Linked DNA regions of Urocitellus parryii: region 2 is linked to region 1. Evidence: chromatin contacts called from public Hi-C data. All regions are on one chromosome and are shown on one strand. Each heading gives the region's core, a stretch centred on a gene start, on an enhancer-like site or on the middle of the called end of the contact. The rest is flanking DNA. Distances are from core to core; before and after follow the strand shown.

Evidence for each region. A called contact is a pair of places that touch in the nucleus more often than the background predicts.
Region 2: a contact with region 1 is called in a Hi-C map of muscle, with 3 times the contacts expected there. The contact joins the promoter of Suclg2 here to the promoter of Kbtbd8 in region 1. A contact is called at or near these places in 2 of 2 Hi-C or Micro-C datasets (liver and muscle).

Annotation. Positions count from the first base shown.
Region 1 is chr16:104,453-107,339 of mUroPar1.hap1, forward strand. Kbtbd8 (kelch repeat and BTB domain containing 8) reads left to right here and starts at 1,274. Exons shown (of 4, transcript XM_026381757.2): 1 at 1,274-1,347; 2 at 1,694-1,901. The coding sequence starts at 1,332.
Region 2 is chr16:433,689-436,620 of mUroPar1.hap1, forward strand. It overlaps Suclg2 (succinate-CoA ligase GDP-forming subunit beta), which reads right to left and starts at 1,401. Exons shown (of 11, transcript XM_077793498.1): 1 at 1,266-1,401. The coding sequence starts at 1,349.

The sequences.
Region 1 (2,887 bases), core at 24-2,523:
AAGTGCATCTTAATGATAAGGAAATCTTTACTATGCAATGCCATCTGCCAAGTAAAATAAAATATAATTGTAACTTTGTAGTTATAAATTGCTATTTTTTTGTTTACATTTAGAAATCTTTATGGGTCAAACAATCAGAAATCTTTCTTTTAATTAATTAAACTATTGCCAAACCTATGGGTTAATTGGTTGAGAATTCCTTTAGGATTCAGTAGAAATTCCCCTCTTCTAAAAGGTCTGAAAAGACCAATAAGTTTAACTTCAAATTAACAACAAATAATATTTCAATTAGATATGTCTCTAATAATGAATATCCTGCACATTTATTTGCTAAATCTGGGAGCCCTGATAATTTATGCCATTTTTCTTAATACCATCAATATTGTGAGCAAAATCACTATTTTAATAATTGAAATCATAGAAAATGGGCATTTAAAGTTACCAGAATCAAAAACTAAATGAAATTCATCCACGCAGAACTGTGCATTAAGGATTTTCATACAATCTTAAGTGCCTAGGGGAAACACCACTTCCTTCCTGTACATTTGCATGGGAACTTGCCACTTTCCATTTCTAGTGGACGGAAATCAATTGTTTTTCGTCTTTCTCCATTTCTCAATCACAATCTAAATCCCAATATCCTTTATTAAGTAGATTTCCCTCTCTAATAAAATTCTTTCCCATTCACTGGTAACTCACCCTTACATTCAAAAGTCTAGCATTACCCATGCTAGTTCATTTGTGCTTTATTTTTTTTTCTTTTTAATAATATCAATAAGGTGGCAGACACCTGTTAGATGCCAGAAACACAGGATGAGTAAATAGAAACACATAAACAATAAAATTTATCCTTTCTTGTTGACACACCCATCTCTCCACCTGCTCCCGAGCTGGCCAATAAGAACCCCGGCGTTCTTTCGCACAGCCTCCGTACAGCCTCTGCGCTCCACCTCCGCGCGAGCCAGCCAATAGGAATCCGGTCCTGGCCCCGCCGAATCCCAGAGCTCCACCCCCAATCAAACCGGCCAATAGGAATCCCGGCGTGGGCTGGCTCAGCCCTTCGCTCCACCTGCGCCCCAGCCGGCCAATAGGAACCCCGGCCTGGTCCCCGCCTGACCGACCACGCGGGAGCGAGACAATGAAACTACATTTCCCGGCGCGCACGTTCACCCGTTGTGGCCAATCAGTGCCAGTAGTTCGTGAGGTGGGGGCGGAGCCAGGCTAATAGGCCACCCCATTGGCCCGGAGAGCTTAGAAGAGCCGGAACCCGGGAGCGAGAGAAGCGAAATGACATTTCCTCTTTAAAGAGCTGGAGCCGGGCCCAGCGCGCCATGGCCGCGTGCGCAGGTGGGCACCGCGGGGGCGCAGGATGGAGGGCGTGCGTAGGTGGTCGGGGCTGGTGACTGGGCGGGCCTGAGGCGGGGGAGGGCGTCGGGACCCACCAGCGGGGGAGCCTCTCGGGTAGCGCTGCAGCGCGGAGCCGGCTCTGCGGTCTCGGACCTCGCCGGTGCCGCCGCGCGTCCCGTGGCGGGCGCGGGCGCGATTTGGCGGAGGCCGCCGCGTCTGGCCGCAGGCCGGCCTCTCGGCCCTGCGGACCGGCGTGCGTGGTGCCGGGCTCGGAGCCGCGCCGAGAGCCCCGGGACGCGGGGCTGGCCGGAGCTTGCGTGGTCCTACGGCCAGTTTTCCTCCCTAGATCTAAGTAAGTCCCCGACGCCGAACGGGACCCCGTCTGCGGACGCCGCCGGCGACGCCGTGGACCCCTCCCACGCGTGCAGTGTCCTCAAGCAGCTCAGAGCCATGTACGAGGAGGCACAGCTGACGGACATCGTGGTGGAAGTGGACCATGGGAAGACCTTTTCCTGCCACCGGAACGTCCTCGCTGCCATCAGCCCCTACTTCAGGTATGAGGGCGCCGGACTCCTGCTGGTGTCCGCACCGACCCCTCCGTGAGACGACGGTGACGATTCTCACGAGACGGGACCGCGGGTCTCGTCCCTACCGGGCCCTGCTGCTCGCTTCAGGGGCTCCTCCAGCGCGCAGGTGGCTGTTTTAAAGTTGGTGGTTTGACATTCACGACCAGGGAATCTAGATTTGTGCTACTCAACATGGCAGCCACGAGCGACATGTCGCCGTTTGAACAAATCGTTTAAATTAAACCAGTTCCTCAAGTACACTAAACACAGTTTAAGTGCTTAGTAGCCACTTGCAGTGCTACTTAGTAGCTGCCGTATTGGGCAGCACAGATAAACAGCATTTGCATCGTTAAAAGTTTTCAGGGGGACTGGGACTGTAGCTCAGTGGCAGACCTCTTGCCTAGCACGTGGGAGGCACTGGGTTGGAGCCTCAGCACTACATAAACATACATACATAAATTAATAAATAAACGCATGCTGTCCATCTACAACTACAAATTTTTTTTTTAATTAAGCAGTGCTGATTTAGAATCTGTTCCAAAAAATTACTCATGATGCATTTTTTTTTAGTATGTGTATCTCTTTTGGAGTTTAAAATCATAGAAACTTGTCCTTCACCAACAAATGACAAATGACCATTCAGTACATTGTCTTAAAACCATGGGGGTAAAAGCAGTAGAGTAAAAATGAATATAGTTTGTGTGTGTTATAGGCACCAAACTAGTGATTATTTCCAAGATTTTAGAAGCATTTTTATCACTTTAATTTAGGTTGGTTTATCATAAAACGTTGAAAAGTAAACATTTAAAACTTGGGTTTGAAAAAGTGCTTCCTACTCTTAAAAAGAGATTCATGGAAAAGGTAGTTTCCTGCCTGTGGGTAACTTCTTTTGTTTCAGGTGCCCACATGCCCTTCAGTATTCAAAAGTGGTGCATGAATGACAGTAAAATCATCATGTCAAGCACACATTTTTA
Region 2 (2,932 bases), core at 151-2,650, 330 kb after region 1:
AGACCTCACCGATGTGAGCCCAATACAGTGCCTTGTAAGTTTTCCCTGTACAAGTCCTTCCTTCCCTTGGGTTTTCACTGGCCCGGGGCCACGTCTCCCGAGTTCAAGTCCACGCTCAGAGCACCCTGATTCTTGTTTTCTGTGACGTCGGTCCCCTGGAGGTGTCCTCTTTCCTCTGGGTCAACTGTGACTAGTGATTTTAATTAGACTAAAGCGCCCTCCTCTTACCACCCCAACACACTGTGACTTTACAGGATAAGTATCAGCGCCTTCTAAATTCACAGAAACAGAGAAATGGGATGTCAGGAAATGGAAGGAGAGGAAGAAGGAAACCATAACTCAGGTGTCTTGATGAGGCAAAGCTTAGAGTAACTTGGAGAAGCATCAGCTATTTTTTTTTTCCAGTTTTCTTAAGAAATATAGGAAGCACATCCTGTTTGAAAATGGATGAGTGATAATTTGCCTCTTATCAGTGAAAAATGGGGCCATGGGCAAGGTCATTGATGGGCTATGGCTGAGCCCCAGACTGTCCCTTCTTAAAAAAGAGAGAATCTGTGGGAACCAGGAGTCTGGGGCTGGTGGCTTCTCAGACAGCATGGCCCACAGGACTTCGCCCCACGGTCTCCCCCTGTGTGAAGCCCCACAGCCAGCAGTACAGTCCACACCGGGGACAAGCTGGGACAGCCCTTCAGTGTCCACTGCCCTCCTTTGATGTGACTCTCCCCAGAGCACGGAGAAGGTGGACCGGCCAGCAGCTGTTGGCTGAAGGGAGGGAAAGGGCTTCCGGTTTTCACCAGCTGAGCGCCCTCCAGTCCACAGAAGTGGAACCGGCAGGAGGTCCAAGGTCAGGTGAGTGGCACCCCTGCTAGGCCCAGGTTTCAGGCATGTTTACCACGTGGCCTGCCTGACGCGCGCTCGGAGCCTCGGACTTTCAGAACTAGCCCTGGCAGCCGCGGAAGTGAAACCTCGGGACTCGGGAACACGGAGGAACTCTTCCTAAACTTTTCCAGAACTTGCGTCCAGCGCCTGGCGGAGGGAACAGGGGCGGACAGAAGGGGCAGACGGAGAAGGGGAAAGAAGGGCCCGGGGGAACCGGGAGATGGGGGCGCAGCGCGGGCAGGAGACACGGGCCAGGAGGGGACAGAGCGGGCCGGAGGGACAGGGGCGCAGGAGGACAGAAGGGGCAAGAGCGACAGGGGCGCAGGAAGGCGCGGGTCCGGCGGGCGAGGCCGCGCAGGCGCCTTCCCCTCACCGGCTGCGCTCACCTGGCACCTGGCGGCCAGCAGCCGGGGCCGCAGCGCGGGGTCTCGCAGAAGCCGGGCAGAGCGCGCGGCCACGGGGAGCGCCATCTTCACCAGGAACTGGGGAGCCGCGGGCAGGACTGGGAGGAGGACAGGGGCGGGGAGGAGGGCTGGGGAGGGGCGGGGAGGAGGGCTGGGGAGGGGCGGGGAGGAGGGCTGGGGAGGGGCGGGGAGGAGAGCTGGGGAGGGGCGGGGAGAGGCGAGACGGAGATCCGGACAGGGGCGGGGAGGAGAAGAGAGGCAGGGAGGGGCGGGGAGGAGAGCTGGGGAGGGGCGGGGAGGAGGGCTGGGGAGGGGCGGGGAGGAGGGCTGGGGAGGGGCGGGGAGAGGCGAGACGGAGATCTGGACAGGGGCGGGGAGGAGAAGAGAGGCAGGGAGGGGCGGGGAGGAGGAGAGGGGCGGGGAGGAGAGCTGGGCAGGGGCGGGAGGAGGGGAGGGGAGAGGAGAGAGGACCGGAGGAGAGGGGGCGGGACGGGGAGGAGAGCAGCGGGGAAAGCCAGGCGGAGAGGAGAGGGAGGTCCGGAGGGAGAGGGGCGGGCCGTAGCGCAGGAAGGAGGCGCGCACGGGAGGTCAGCCGAGCGCGCTCGGGTAGGGGAGGCCACGCCCTAGGCCCTCAGCCCCACCGTGTTCTCTCCGCCTGCTGTCTGCGGCGCCCTAGGTCCAGCCAGGCCCAAGTTCACAGTGGGCGGTCCTGAGGCCTGATGACCTTCTTGGCGAGCCACACTCTGGGAGAGCCGAGCCTTGCGCTCCTGAAATCCAGAGGGCCCTGTCTTGCAGGCGCGCTGACAGCCCGGGCCGGGAGCGGGCGCCCTGAGGCTGACTCCCGGATCCTGGGCCGCAAGGGCTGTCCAGGGACGTAGGTCCAGTTAAGGCCCCGAGGACTTTGGAGAGGCGCGGGGAGCCTGCATCCCGGGCCCAGGGAGTCTTCTGAAGTAGGTGGAGGCTCCGGTTCTGTTTTTCCCGGTGGCGGGGATGGCACCCAGGGGCGCTCCTCCGCCGAGCCCCAAGCCCTTTTGATATTGAGGGGGTCTCTGCCTGGACTAACTTGAACTTGGGTTCCTCCTGACTCGGACTCCGGCTGATAGTACCAGATTTGCTTCTGTTTGTTTGCTTTTTGCTTTTGATCCTTAACCTGAATTCAATGCAAAGCTATGGATGGATTTTAAACCAGTAATCTTAACGGAGAATCTGTGTGGAGTCTCAGGACTCTGCGCACATTACGTGCATAATAACGATGCAACTCTTGAGTTGTGTCGGAGCACTTGACAGATGCAAACAGCCTTAACAGTAACCTTAAGTGGAAGCAAATGCAAAATCCTTGTTTTCCCAAAGAGGAAACTGAGGCACAAAAAAGTTAAGTCACTTGGTGGAAATCACAGTTTTCATAAAGAATAACTACGAGATTCAAATCCATGCCCTCACCCCATTAAGCCCGAGGTTAGAACTTTTTAACCTTATTCTTCAATGTTTGACCTTGAGAGAAAATACAATAAAACAGAGGTAGGCAGCTATTGCTGGTAGTTTAGTCTTTTTTTTTTTTAACTTTTGATTGGATATAATTTTAAATTGACAGAAAAGTTGCAAGAATGTTACTCAATATTATCCTTTGCACAGCTAATGCAATTATTTAC